Regions from separate parts of the Anser cygnoides genome. Here region 2 is linked to region 1. The links are chromatin contacts, called in public Hi-C maps. All regions are on one chromosome and are shown on one strand. Each heading gives the region's core, a stretch centred on a gene start, on an enhancer-like site or on the middle of the called end of the contact. The rest is flanking DNA. Distances are from core to core; before and after follow the strand shown.

The links. A called contact is a pair of places that touch in the nucleus more often than the background predicts.
Region 2: a contact with region 1 is called in a Hi-C map of liver, with 3 times the contacts expected there. The contact joins the promoter of TCF7L2 here to the promoter of HABP2 in region 1. A contact is called at or near these places in 2 of 7 Hi-C or Micro-C datasets (both in liver).

Annotation. Positions count from the first base shown.
Region 1 is chr7:9,302,669-9,309,565 of Taihu_goose_T2T_genome, reverse strand. HABP2 (hyaluronan binding protein 2) reads left to right here and starts at 4,330. Exons shown (of 13, transcript XM_048060508.2): 1 at 4,330-4,466. The coding sequence starts at 4,398.
Region 2 is chr7:9,701,311-9,708,207 of Taihu_goose_T2T_genome, reverse strand. It overlaps TCF7L2 (transcription factor 7 like 2), which reads left to right and starts at 3,801. Exons shown (of 13, transcript XM_067000947.1): 1 at 3,801-4,728; 2 at 5,040-5,106; 3 at 5,297-5,421. The coding sequence starts at 4,540. LOC136791249 (a long non-coding RNA gene) reads left to right here. Exons shown (of 3, transcript XR_010832857.1): 1 at 1-905; 2 at 1,011-1,096; 3 at 1,216-2,877.

The DNA.
Region 1 (6,897 bases), core at 3,081-5,580:
CCCTTGGGATTCATAGCCTAGGCAGGTTAAAGTGAGAGCTGCGCACATTAAATGCAGACTTTGAGGTAGGCCATCGCATCTTTCCTAAAATGATGTTACCCTACGGTCACATTTTGTTTGTTTTTAATACTCCATAAATTTATGGCAGGAGCTTTGATGCATGTTTTTCAGCTTGAAAGCAAAACTGCCTTTCTTCGTCCACCGCTTTACAGTTTTAATGCTTTTAGCAGGCAGCTTCAAGACACAAAAATAGGCTCACAGAGCTGTGCAGCTAACAAGAATATCCGCAGCTGTTACAGGAAAGATTTAAAAGAACACCCAAGAGGCAGAAAGGGACAGAAAACCTCACGGCCAGGGCATACACCAATCTCAGGCTGGGGGCAGGAATAAAGTTCCTGTGTGGCAGGTTGTTCTTCAAGGGCTCAGTGCCACATCAGTGTCAGAGAAGTCGTGGGGCACAGTGTGTACCTCTGGAGCCAGATTGCCTCTCCTCCTAACTAGCCAAGCCCTGCCTTGCTCTATGTTTGAGTTTGCGTAAAGCCTTTGAAGTATTACGGGTGGGTTATAGCAGCAGGGACAAGGGAAGTGTCTTCTTTCACGTCCAACAGAACTTTCTGCTGCCTGCACTTATTCTGGTTTTTGTTTGTTTGCTTGTCTTTAAATTTTTACTCTGCTTTTGATCTGAGCCCAAGAATTGAAACCATCACTGGGAATTTGCTGCTAGAGAGAATTATGAAACAAAATGCAACCGCAACACTTTAAATGTTGATTTAAGTGGTGTCTAGACCTCATGCTGGCTTTCTGCACCAAGATGAGTTTCACAAAGAGAATACCCCTCCTCCCCTTCCCAGAGTTGATATTAAAAGTCAGTTCCCAATACTATCGCTCAACTCTGGTTCTTTTGCATAAAGAGGAATAATAGGGCTCCTGCTTTCTTATTTTTATTTGCAGTTTGAAAAAGGCTTTTGTTTAAGGGAAATAGAGGGAACACAAAAAAGGTAGCATGAACATATATACAGATTTTGAGTTATTAGGTTAATTAAAGAAAGCCACAAAACTGTAGCAGTGGAAAAGGCCAAAGCCAAAGCATTGATCTTTGCATATTCCACAGCATTGCTTCTGGGTGTGAAGAAAGTCCTTCTTATCTGACCCTCCTAGAGACTTGTTCATGCTCTTGCGGGCACTGTGCTGGTGCCTGATGCAGGCAAGTATTTCTAGAATCACTGTTTGTATTAAAGTTGATTATTAAATGTTTTTGTTTTTCTTTTACCTTAGGAATTTTCTGTCTCCACTGACAACTGCGGTGATTTGTTCTTTCAGGTATTAATAGCTATATTTGCAGTTACCATACCCAATACCATAATAATCCGCACACACATGCATATCCAGCACAGCATGTTGTTCATTTGTTCTCTTCTGCTTTATGTTGGAAGATGAAGAGCTATCAGCCAGGAAGGGTTGGAAATGCTTTCCAAAATCAGAATTTGCTGGCTGTGCATGGTGGCAAAAAAAACGTCCAAGTAAATATCTTTACACTGGAAATTCTTATTTTAGTGAGGAAAAAAAGAAAAAATAGGGGGAAAAAAAAAAGATTGACAAAGTGATGTTTCTGGTATTTATTTTGGCAACAGAATTACCCAACCATTATAGAGTATAATACTCAGTAGTAATTCCAAATAAATCATTGAGAGTACAGTCCTTTAAGTTACTCTTTTCTTACTTTTACAGTAGGCACCACAGCCAAGAAAAGGCACCTCTTGTGCCTGGAGCTGTTCATTAACATAGGAAAAAAATAGTAAACCAGAAGAGTGTTGTCTAAACAGGCAACACATAGGGAAAGAGGAGGTGTTGCCACCCACACTCTTCAGGTGGGAAGCAAAGGAATACTGAGAGTAAATGATTTGTTTGAGGCAGTATAGATGACTGCAGAAGCCCCTCCAGTCCACCACAGTTCTCTTCCAGCATTTTAAGCGGTTGTTTTCACCTATTCATTCTCGATTTTAAAGGATTGGTTAGTTCCTCTCTACATTTTTTCTCCATATTTTTAGTTGAAGCCACCTAAACTGTCACAGAGAAGCACTTCATGTCTGGTGAGCAAGCCAGAAAATGGGTTTGGAGTTGTGGGAAAGGGTCTACTCCAAGAAATAGAACAACTGGGCCCAAACCCTTCACTGCCTTTGAAACTTTCTACTATGCACAGCAACATACTTTATGCACCTGCTGTGCCCTGAAAGGGTTGGCCATATATCCTTGTGGACAAGGAAAGCAAGGAGGTATAAGCAGGTTAACAACTTTAAGAATCAAAATGTCTCCAAAGCTGCTTTTAAGTTTCTTAAAGCTTCCTAGTGAAAAGACATTTGCACATATAGGAAAAATAAAGGAGTTTCACTCATTTAAACTTTAACCCATCTTCTGAAATTGATAGATGTTGTGAGCAGGTTTGTCCTCCCATGGGGTCTGGCATGAGGACCCCTTTTCCAACAGTGACAGAATGAAAAGGATGGGTGGGATTTCTGCAGTGGGCAAAAATATCCCAGGAACAAAGAGCCAGTGGCATCTCTGTCACTTGTGTCTTACTCTTAAGGTTTATGTGGCACAAAAGGGTATAAGCAGGCATTGTGCTAACACTCTGCACATAGACAGATTTCACTCAGCAGCTTGAGAAGGTCAATTAAGTGTTAAAAAGCACCCAGGATAACAGGTTTAGATTACTAGGTGCCATGCAATGTTTTTTACATATCATGAGCTGTGCACTAGGGCATATCTAAATAAAATGCATAGGAAATAGCATCACGCAAATATGATCTACATTTTTTCTTGATCAAAGAGGCTGAGGGAAAAAAATAATTAAAAAGTAAAAGCCTTATGCAATGAGATTTAAAAGAAAACTTTGGAGGCTGACAAGACGCATCTGGCACAACTTCAAAGTCCATCAAAGTACATATAATCAATGTTTGTCAATAGCAGTTTTGCATCCTTTAATTTATCTTTCATGGATATAAAGCATGATGTTATTAGGATCCAGTCCATACCTTAATTCTGTTTGAGATTTGATGAATCAGGGCTCTATTAAAATTCAGTGCAAATCAGCTTACTCAAGGACACATTACATAAAGTTGTGCATTATCTAACTCCTTTCATCTTGCTGTCTTTCCAACTAGTTAAAGAATCTGGAATCTCTCAAACCTGAATGTGTGGCCACCAACATACTAAATCTCAAACACGTTTTGCTTGTAGGCACCTGCTTAAATTATGCACGTGTGGCATAATTATCATACTTAAATTCTTTGTTTATTTCCTGATGTATGAAAGCTACCTCATGATGCTCAGGCCCCAAAGTGAGCAATCATCAGAAGGAGGGTTCCCTGGCATCCAACTTTTAGCACTTGCCACAGAGTCTGTAATCGAGTGCTCACATCTTACCTTTTTTCACCAGGAAAAATATCGTTCAGGGTGGGAAAGCTTGAGGTCCTCATGATTTCACTGTTTTCTTCCTCATATTCAACATGTGGATGCCCTCTCCCTGTTATATTTACTGTACACTACTCAAGTCCTTCCAACAGGCAATCATATTCTTTTCCTCCTGGTGGTGTGGAATGTGCTCAGCTTTATAAACACGGAGAAAACATATTACCAGGGACTTCCCTGTGAAAGTGGGCTGTGATCTCAAAGCACTATATTTCTGCTGGATTTCATCCTCTTGGCCTTTAAATTATTTGGGAGAAGAGTATATCTTTTCACTTCTCTCTTAACATGTTGCACAAACAAGATCTGATCAGTAAAAAAAACTGATGGCATTTCTGTAATAGGGGGTTGTTTGTTCTTGTATTGTGATTCCCTCAGTTGCCACCATTGTAAATGCTTCAGCTTCTAGACACTGGGGGTTAATTGAGAATTTCAGTTTTTATCAAAAAATGGATCTCAAGTTCTCAAATCTGTGGAAAAATTCTTGAGAACATGAGCCTTGATGTTTGAAACTTAGAAAATAATAAAAAGCATGTTTTCTTGTTTCTAAAAATCTTATAATTTTTAACTGGATCTCACTATATTTTCAGGTGGAGGGGACAGAAACAACTCTGACTCCTACCTATTTAAAATGACAATAACAGAAGAAAAATATTTCTAATACAAGAAAAATTCTTTGTTTTGCCATTAGTTTATACTGTTTCCAGGTTGGATAGTTACTGGTTTGGAACATTTACCAGTAGCCAATGCGGTGATTATCTGGACAGGATGCACTTATTTGATCAGGGCAATCTGTTGAACATTAAACAATATTTGAAGCACAGTTAATTATTTGTGCTGAATTAGCTCACCCTCAAATGATTGTGCCTCGTCTGAAAAAACATAGGCAACAAGAAAAAAGCTAATTTCACAACAAATAGAGCAGTGCAAGGATGGCTAACGGCGCTTTGTCCCTTCAGGTTCTTCCACTGATCCTTTTCCTAGGGAACACACATTTGTGCGTGAGTATGGTTTTATTTCGCTTTACTTGTTGCATACCAGTCCTGTACCTTGCTGAATCCTTCCTGGGCAGCTGGAGAGGGTAAGGAGCAGGGACTGCCCACCTACCTTGTCCCCAGGCAGGGCATGGGGATGGTCCTGGGCTGAACGTGGGCGCTCACAGTGCGGTGCCCCATGCGCTAATGCAGCCACCACAGCTGCCGTGAGGACAGGCTCACAGGTTGAACAGCTCAGGCTCGGGCTGGGAGGTTTTGCAACATCTTTGTTTGAAGGTAAAATTTATCCCAGCCATACATTTCAGATGGCTGAGTGGTCATTGCTCTTAACTCTAGAGGTGTGTTAGCAGCAAAATGTCCAGCAAAGCAAGGCAGAGCCCTGCGTGGGTAGGGCTGGCAGTACTGCCCCAAGTCTCTTCAGCTCATCTTCAGGGAAGAATGAAAGAATGGCTTGTACCAAAGCAAAGTTGCAACTCAGTTTTAAAAATATTTCTTTTGTTTCTCCAAGCACCGCAATCAAGTAGATTTTCTCGTGAAAGACTTCCAGGTACCCTCAAACTCCCGCTTTATAATGCCAATTCCTATGTACGGTGATTTCGTATTTACTGAAATTAATTTCAAAATTTTAGATGTTGACATGTTCAAATTGAGTCCTTTGGGAAAAATATGTAGTGAGGGGCTTTAATAGGTGATGAATCCTTTTGAAGAGCTTGGGGAGTTTATAAGCAGTTATTTTTGCGACACGCTAGGGTTTTTATTAATTAGCGTATAATCGGGACTATCCATCCACTGGCAGCAGTGGATGTGGCATACTTGATCCACCAACACATGACAGCTTATGGGAGGATCAGTTCTAGAGCAGCTCAGTGTCAGTCCTCAGATGTCGTGGGAACCCAGTCTGATATAAATCAGCCCACGATAAATTGGGTTGTTAATTCACACTCAGCGAGGCAGGTGTAGGTGCAGTCTTCGACAATGTGAAGTCTTGCACGGATTTTCCTGAGTAGCTCTAAGTATTAGATTAATTCGTTTGCTTTGACAAGCCTTTTCTGATTCTGGTCTACATATTGCTGTGGAAAATGCAGTGCATGTCTCCCCCAGTCCTGAAAATTCATTAACATTGCTAAAATGCAAAAGCAATTCTGCTGTCACTGAAAAGCAGCACGACAGAATATTCAGCAGGCTAGTTTTTAATAAAACATGTTTTTTCTTCATAATTAATATAACAAGGTTTCTGGCTTAGCACTTGGCATGAATCCCAGAAAAAAAAAAAAAGAAAAAAAAAAAAGAGGGGAATGAGTCTCTGTGACGTGACCATTGCATGACAAACATGTTTTGAGAGGACATTTTGCCTTAATGATTTGTTCCAAAGAAGAATTTACACTGAAATATTTTGAATGAGAAAGTAACAGAGTTTGCACATTGATTGTGGACCTCCCCCCTCCATTCCTGTTTCCATCACTCTTTCCCATACTATCTCTTTTCACCATTCTCAGTTTTATTTAAATATGGTTTTAGGAGTTTTTATAAGTAACACCCCTCTTGTAACACTCCTCTTACTAAGTGTTATTGGTGTAATATAGCAGAAGTCGAATACAGATTTAGACAGTAGCTCATATTAAGTCAGTCAAAATAGGACAGAAAAGAGCTGGGATATTTATGGATCCAGAGGGTTTGGAGGAGGGCTGTAAGGCGACGATGTCCATTTGGTCTTTCATATTCTGAGGAGAAAGTGGTTTCACTGGAATGAATCCAAATTATTTCCATGATGCATGAAAATGCACCATGAATGCAAGTAAAAGCAAAACTTGCTCCTTTACTTTAACATTTAAGATGCAACTGTACAAAAGATTGTCTTCAGATGTGACAGGTCTTCCCAGTTTTTGTTGGGAAGGGCAGGACTTGGAGCAACAGAAGTGGTCATTCACTGAATATTTTGGAACTTTGGAAAATCGATGCCTGCTTCGTAGTGATGGAGGTGTTTTGAAGTCACCAGCCATGTCCAGGCCAATAACTGAGTGCACATAGGAACAGAATGGGAAGGATTAAAGTTAAGATTAAGATTAATTCTAATATATTAATAACTGCAAAGAAAACTTATCAATGCCTATCTCCTAGCTCGCCCACAGCACATGCGAGGCTGTTATCAGCAGCACAGGTCTTTCCATGTCTGCAGTGCTTGGAAAACCATATTTTAGGGTGAAAAGACCCCAGGTGTCTCTCTGACATCTTATGGCGGTGTTTCTACCCATTCATGGATCCGTCCCTGTAGCAAACTCTCATTTCTGCTCCCCTCACCCTCTCCCCATCACTGCACCTCTCCTCTGAGGTCCTTATGCTCCCCTGCGCCACGACCAAACCACTGCAGAGAGGAGCGAGTGCTGACAAACACCTCTCCATTTGCACCCCACTAGGTGCAATGCCCTTCTGCAGCGCT
Region 2 (6,897 bases), core at 2,552-5,051, 400 kb before region 1:
GATTTAAAGACATTAGTATGTGTTATGAGGTTGAAAACAAACAATGCACAGGGGTTTTCAGCATTTTCCAATGTTTCTCCCTTAAGTGTGGCTAGAAAGCCCACACCTATTGCTCAAATAATGCACCATGACCTGGTCAGTACGTGCAAAATCTAAAGCCACAAAGAAATCTAGCAGTAGTACCACAATGTGGTTGTTTGTCGACATTTTCCCTTTTTATAGCTTTCTTGAATTTTCACGTGTGCATGTTTTGGTCAAAGCAAATGACCACAGAAAGGAGCCATGGTTTCTGTGTTTTCATGCCATCATCTTGCCTGCCTAGAAAAAATTCCCCTCACTGCTAACTCTGGAAGAGCCAGCACTGGTAAAGCACTGGGCAGATGTGTTTGCTTTGCGCTGTTGGAACCTTTTCAATATTGAAATCTTTTTTGACATTCAGAGCAGATTTAATGATCCAAGATTATTTGTAAACATACGGACTCCTTTGAGCTGTAGACTCAAATCCCAGCCTGGTCAACCAAAGTCCTTTTATCTTTCCAAAATAAATAACTTGAATTTTACACATTGCAACCTACATTGAGACCTTTTGGAGAAGACCACGAAAATGGATGATTCACCCCTGAGATGTAAACATTAGCCAGGAGATCCAGCTGGCAGGCAGCAGACCTTGTTTCTCCAATATAGACTTGGGCCTCTGGTGAGATATTAAAGATTCCAAAGCATTTTTCATAAAACAATACATTTCCTTGGCTGCCCCTGGTCAACCTCTTCCCTCTCCGGTTCAGTGCAATGTGAACTGGCAAGCAAACTTCACGTGCTTCTTCGCTCTTGCTGTTCACGAGACTCTGCAGTGTTCTCAGGACCAAAATGTCGTGCCCAAGTGTAGGATGGTGACAACACTGTCAGTAAGTAACCAAAACCCATTGCTCAGCATGCGGTATATTGTACCAAGCTGGGAGAATTACAAAAGCCTGGAGAGAGGCACTTCTACTTCTTCTTCTGTGCTATAGGTCAGCTTGGACAAGAAAGCCAAAGTGTCTTGAAGATGGAGCTTAGAGCACCTGGCTTTGTCTCACCAGCTATTGATCAAAATCGGGTATCTACACAGTAGATCACGTTTCTTGCAGTGAATTAGCTTGACATCTTTTTTTCTGAATATTGTGTTTCTTTCATTGTTAAAGGCTATAGTTTTATTTATTTATTTTTGAATCTAAGGTACTACCTGAGAACCCTTCACTCAACGGGTGCTGTTGACCTCTTGAGAGCTCTCACTTTCCCCCTGCATGAAACAGAAACTGTTACATAAATAAAAACGGTACAAATAAGATGCATAAGCTATCAGAAATGACTTGTATTACCTTAAATCATGTTGTTTTAGTAATCATTGATAATACTTGGACTTTGAAACCAAGCTGTAGTTTGAAAACAATAACCTAAATGTTTGCAATATGGAGAACATGATGTTGCCACGAAAGCTGCAAAGCAGTTTCCTAGACCTTCCTGGGGCTCCTCGGAGTCCATTGCTGTGACAAAATCCCCAGCTGTGTGAGCACAGGGGGTAATGCCACAGCTGGGCACAGCTCTGGGCCTGCCAGTCGGAGGCCACCAGAGCCAACTTCTATCAACATTTACTCAAGTGAGGAGGATTATTGTGTGAGTAGTGCAGTGGTATCAACACCCTCAGAAATAGCCTGTCGGTAATGCTACATCCAGGTGTAAGGCTCTGCAGAATCAGGCCCTACTTCTGCAAGCAGCTTTGGGCAAGGACTGGGCCTGTCTTGAACACCAACTTTTGATGATGCTCAGTAAGTAGTTAGCAGCCACGCTGGGACTGAAGCAAAAGTGTGCTTGTTTAAAAAAAAAAAAATGGAAAAAGAAAACCACAGCAGATTGTAAAAAGATCTTTGAGAAACAAAACAAAACTGTGCAACTGTTTTTGTTCATTTGGATCAAATTATAACACGTGGCCCTGCAAAGTAAATAGGAGTCTGCCACATTTGTATTTCCAATCTCATATTGTTCTGGGATATAAAGGCATTTTAAAAATGAAAAGGAAAACAAAAATGGAGAATATTTGTTAAGGTGTCATTCTGCAAGCCACTAGTTAGGAGAGGCAGTGATCTGGGGCAATGGGAAGTGCGCATGCCCACAGACAGTTATTTAGCAAAATCTCTGAAAGTAAAAAGCAAGTTAGTCAAAGGACTGGTGGAAAAAGAAACTGTTCGATCCATTTGTATGCTGACTTAACAGTAAAGTATTTCATTCTTCATGTTTTTACTTGGTGTCTTGAAATAATCCCTTTTCTGTCTCCATATTCCCACTTAGACATTGTTCACAGACTTATTTATTTATGAAGTCTGAAGGTTAGTCCCTACCTGCTGAGACTAATTAGCCCCGTTCTTTGTGTCCTATGCAATCCTGTCTGATTAAATGTACACATTTGTTTTACTTCTTTTCATGCTTCCTTTCACTCTACTTCTGCTTTACTGATTAATATTAGAGTCGTAAGTTGCAGTGATTTTTTAATTTCTATTTTGTCTGCATCTTTCCCTTTAGTATGCAAATTTCCATGTGAACTTTTTAATGCCTGAGAATCCGCGTTACCCTGTCGATCTCCGTACTATTATTTTTATTATTCTTTTTAGAGAAGACAGTTTAGCCGAAACCCCCCAAACTCTCTAAATATTCCATGACAAATTGGCTTTGTTTTGGAAACCCTGCGTGCTCAGCGGCCCTCGGTACGAGCAGCAGGTTAGATTTGCCGAGGAATGTTTGGATTCTTTAGCACAGCCCGTCCCTCGCTCTCCGGCACCGGCTCCACGAGGCGATTCCCCAATTCCCACCGAAATTACGGTCCTGCTCCCCCCGCTCCGTCCCTCGCCCGCCTCCAACTCGCCAATTGACTCGCCCATTGTTACAATTTGTCCCTGCCAGGAGCTCAATTTGTCTCCCCCTTCCCCTCCGCGCCGGAGCAGATGCCGCCCCCCGCACCCCCGGCCCCGCTCCCCGCCCCGCGCCGCTTTCGCTTCGCTTCGCTTCGCTTTCCCCGGGGTGCTGTTTACGCCACCACCACCACAACTTTCCGCTTCTGAAGTCCGCGAGTCCTTGATTCTCCGGCCTGCCATGCTAATTAACTTCTTAGCAGTCACATTCCTTTTCCTCCTCCTTTTTTTTTTTTCTTTTTTTCCACCAAAAAAAAAAAAAAGAACGGCGCGCCTCGCTGCAATTTGGAAATATCTGATCTTCAGCGAGTGATCTCGCACGTTTTAATCCTGCGTGTTAGAACCGCGATGAACGCAAGGAGCAAGTGCTGCTTTAAAAAAATATATATATATAATAAAAAAGCAGGCTTTTACTATAGTATCATGTTTATTAGGATTGGAGTTTCTTAGCTCCAACGAGTGGCAAGAAAAAATAACCTTAACGGTTCTAAACCCCCCCCCCCACCGCCCTACACCCACACGTGCCCACAGCCGTGCTCCGGGAGCACGGGGACCCGCGGCGATGCTCCGCTTCCTCGCGTCCAGCTCGGAAAAGTTGGTGCCTCCACGGGCAGGGGCACCCGCTCGGCTGCTCCCCCCCCCCCCCCCAGCTCTGGAGCGGAGTGCAAATTTTTTTTTAATATCAAAAAAAAAATTTTTTTTTGCCCCCCCCCCCCCCCCCCCCTTGCTTGGTGCCCCGGCCCTCCCGCCGCCTGCCCCAAAGGCTCATTGTTACTTCGCCACTTCCCCCCTTCCTCCTCCTCCTCCTCCTCCTCCCCCCCAGCCCTGTTTATTTATGCAGACGTCACCGGGGAGCCCCCGCCCCCTCCTGCATCTCATTAAGTGCCTGGTGTGTTTCTCGCTCCCTGTCAATAATCCCGGATCCCAGACTTCTCCGTTCCTCCGGATTTCGATCCCCCCTTTTTCTAGCTGTCAATCAGCGCCGCCTTTGAACTGAAAAGCTCTCAGTCCAACTTCAACTCACTCAAACCCGAGCGGCACGGGCTCCCCGTATCCGCGGCGGCTGCCCCCCCGTTACAGCTGACTTCTTTGGTTTGTTTGTTGCATTATTATTATCGTTATTATTATTATTATTTTTTTTTTATCCCTCCCTTCCCCCCCCCCCCCCGACCCCCCTCCCCCCGGCTCCGTGGTTTATTACTGTTAATTTTTCGCGAGTGCGTGTGCGCGCCGTGCACGCCGAGCAGCTCCCTGGAAGAAAGAAAGAGAAAATCCACAAGAAGGAAAGGAAGAAGCCTAAAGTCACTGGTGCAAAAGGAGCGAAGAAGAGACGTTTCCCTCCCCTCCTCCTCCCTCTTTTCCCCTCCCCAGGAGGAAAGAGAAGGGGAGAAGAAGAAAAAAAAAAAAAACTTTCACCTTGGACTCTTCTTTTTTTTGGTGCAAACTTTCCTCCCCCTCCCCTGGTCTTTTTTTTTTTTTTTTTCCCCTCCTTCCCCCCCTCCCCGTTCCCCCCTCTTTTTTTTTTTTTTTTTCTTTTTGTATCACCCCCCTTCCCCTTTTTGCAAAATTGCTGCTGGTGGGGTGAGCCAGGAGGAAAATGCCGCAGCTGAACGGCGGTGGAGGGGACGACCTGGGCGCCAACGATGAACTGATCTCTTTCAAAGACGAAGGGGAGCAGGAGGAGAAGATCTCGGAGAACTCCTCGGCCGAGAGGGATTTAGCTGATGTCAAGTCGTCTCTCGTCAATGAATCAGAAACGAATCAAAACAGCTCCTCGGACTCGGAGGTACGGGGGAAGCCCCCCGCGGGGCCGGGCGGGGGCCGCGCTGCGGGGCCGGGGGCGCCGGGTCCCGCTGCCGGCGGCGCCCAACTTTCCTCCGCGGCACCAACTTGTAACGATGCCTTCTGTTTTGTTCTCTCTTCCCCCGCTCTCCTTCCCCTTCCCACCTTCTCCCCGAACCTTTCCCTTTCATCCTTCCCCCCCCCTTGAAAAAAAAAAATAATGCACACCCCAAACTAAAAAAAAAAACCAACAAACCCCATACCCCCCCCCCCCCGTCCCCAATCTCCCCGCTGCCGACCCCGGCCCGCTCCCAGGCGGAGCGGCGGCCCCCGCCTCGCTCGGAAACTTTCAGAGATAAATCCCGAGAAAGTTTGGAGGAAGGTGAGTACGGCGGGCCCGCAGCGCCCCGCTCCCCCCGGCCCGGCCCGGCCCGGCCCGGCGCCGGGCTCCTCTTTTTGGGACACCCGCTAAAAAAAGTTTTTCCTCTTCCCCCCCCCCCCTTCCCCTTTATTTTTTCCCCCCCCCTTGTCGCCCCCTTCCTTCCCCGCTCGTGTCTCCCCCGCCATGTTAGCTGCGAAGAGGCAAGATGGAGGGTTGTTTAAGGGCCCACCATACCCGGGTTATCCCTTTATCATGATCCCCGACCTCAGCAGCCCGTATCTGCCCAACGGCTCGCTCTCTCCGACGGCCAGAACGGTGAGTTGCCTTTTTCCTTCTCGGTGCTACCCCCCCCCGCACCCCCCCCCCGCTTCGGTGCCCCCCAGCCCCCCCAGCCCGCTCCGCAAACTTTGCGAACTCGGCGGGAGGGGGTTGTTTACACTTCGCCATGTTTCTTTTTTATTTTATTTATTATTCCTTTTTTTTTTTTTTTACTTTCAGTTTTGCGGGCGCTTTTTGCTGGAGCCCCTCGTCACCTCCCCCTGCTGTGCGAGGTCGGGGGGGGGGGGGGGAACAATAATAATAAAATAAAAAAAAAAAAGCAACAAAAAGCAAAGCCCAATCCGGCCTCAAAAGTAAACTACAAATTTTTAAAAAAAAGTTGCTTTTTTTTTTTTTGATGATGATGCTGACTTCCCCCCCCCCCGCCGCCCCCTCCCCTCCTCAGGGGGGGACCCCCGAGGGCCGCTCCCCGCGGGCTCCCCGCCGCCTCCTGCCCTCCTCCGCGGCGGCCGGGCCGGCTCCGGCTCCCCCCTCCCCTTTCCTCCCCCTTAACCCTCTCCTGCCCTCGGCCGGCCTGTGCGGGGAGCGCCCGGCTCCCTTCCCCTTCCCCTTCCCCGCCCGGCCCGGCCCGGGGGGGCTCCGGGGGCCGGGAGCCCGGCGGCGGCCGCGGGGAGCGGCCCGGGGCGGCTCCGGGGAGGGGGGCGCGGGGCTGCGGCCCGGGGGGGAACCGCCTGGGCCAGGAGCCGGCACGGCCCCCCCCCCAAAAAAAAACCCCCCCAAAAGAGTCGAGCAGAACTGCCTCCCGCGAGCACGCTGGCAAGAACTGTGCTGCAAGCGTCTTTTCCTCCTTGTTTCCTTTCTTTTTATCCGTGTTGTTTCCTTGGTTTTAATTAGTTTCTAAGCTAGGGCCGCGTGCCTGTGTGTGGGGGGAGCGGAGGGAGAGCCGCTTCCAGCTCCGAGACCCCAGGGTCTTGGTAAACTTTGGGGTGTGCTGCTGGGTTTGTAGTCCCAGCTGTTTTTCCGCTCTCCCCAGCCTGGTGCCATCAGCTGTGTGCTGTGCTCTGACAGCAGGTTCCTCGCGTGGAGCCTCCTCTCTCTGAAGAGTTTTCTTTCCCTTATTTTGCCCTCTCTGGTTTCTTAGCTGAAACTGTTAAATCCAGTGGGACTACAAATCGCTGCTCGCTCCTGTCGGTGGGCTTAGCCTCGCTGTTTTGCTTCTCCTGGGTGCTTCAAACTCCGAAGCGTCCCCACCATCCCCATGTGTGTTTATACACTTTTTTTTTTTTTTTTTTTGCCTTGTGGTAACACGAGATAGCGATTTACAATAATAGATCTACTGTTCGGGGGATGTTGAAGCCACGCTAATGACTGAGGGCTTGGACAACTCCAGTGTATCAGATCTACAAGTGTTTTAAAGCATTAAAATATTAAACATCGGGTCAGCCTTGTTTCCACTTAGCCAAACGTCAGCAGAGCAGCTCGGTGAATGCGGAGTGACGGAGATGTAAGGGG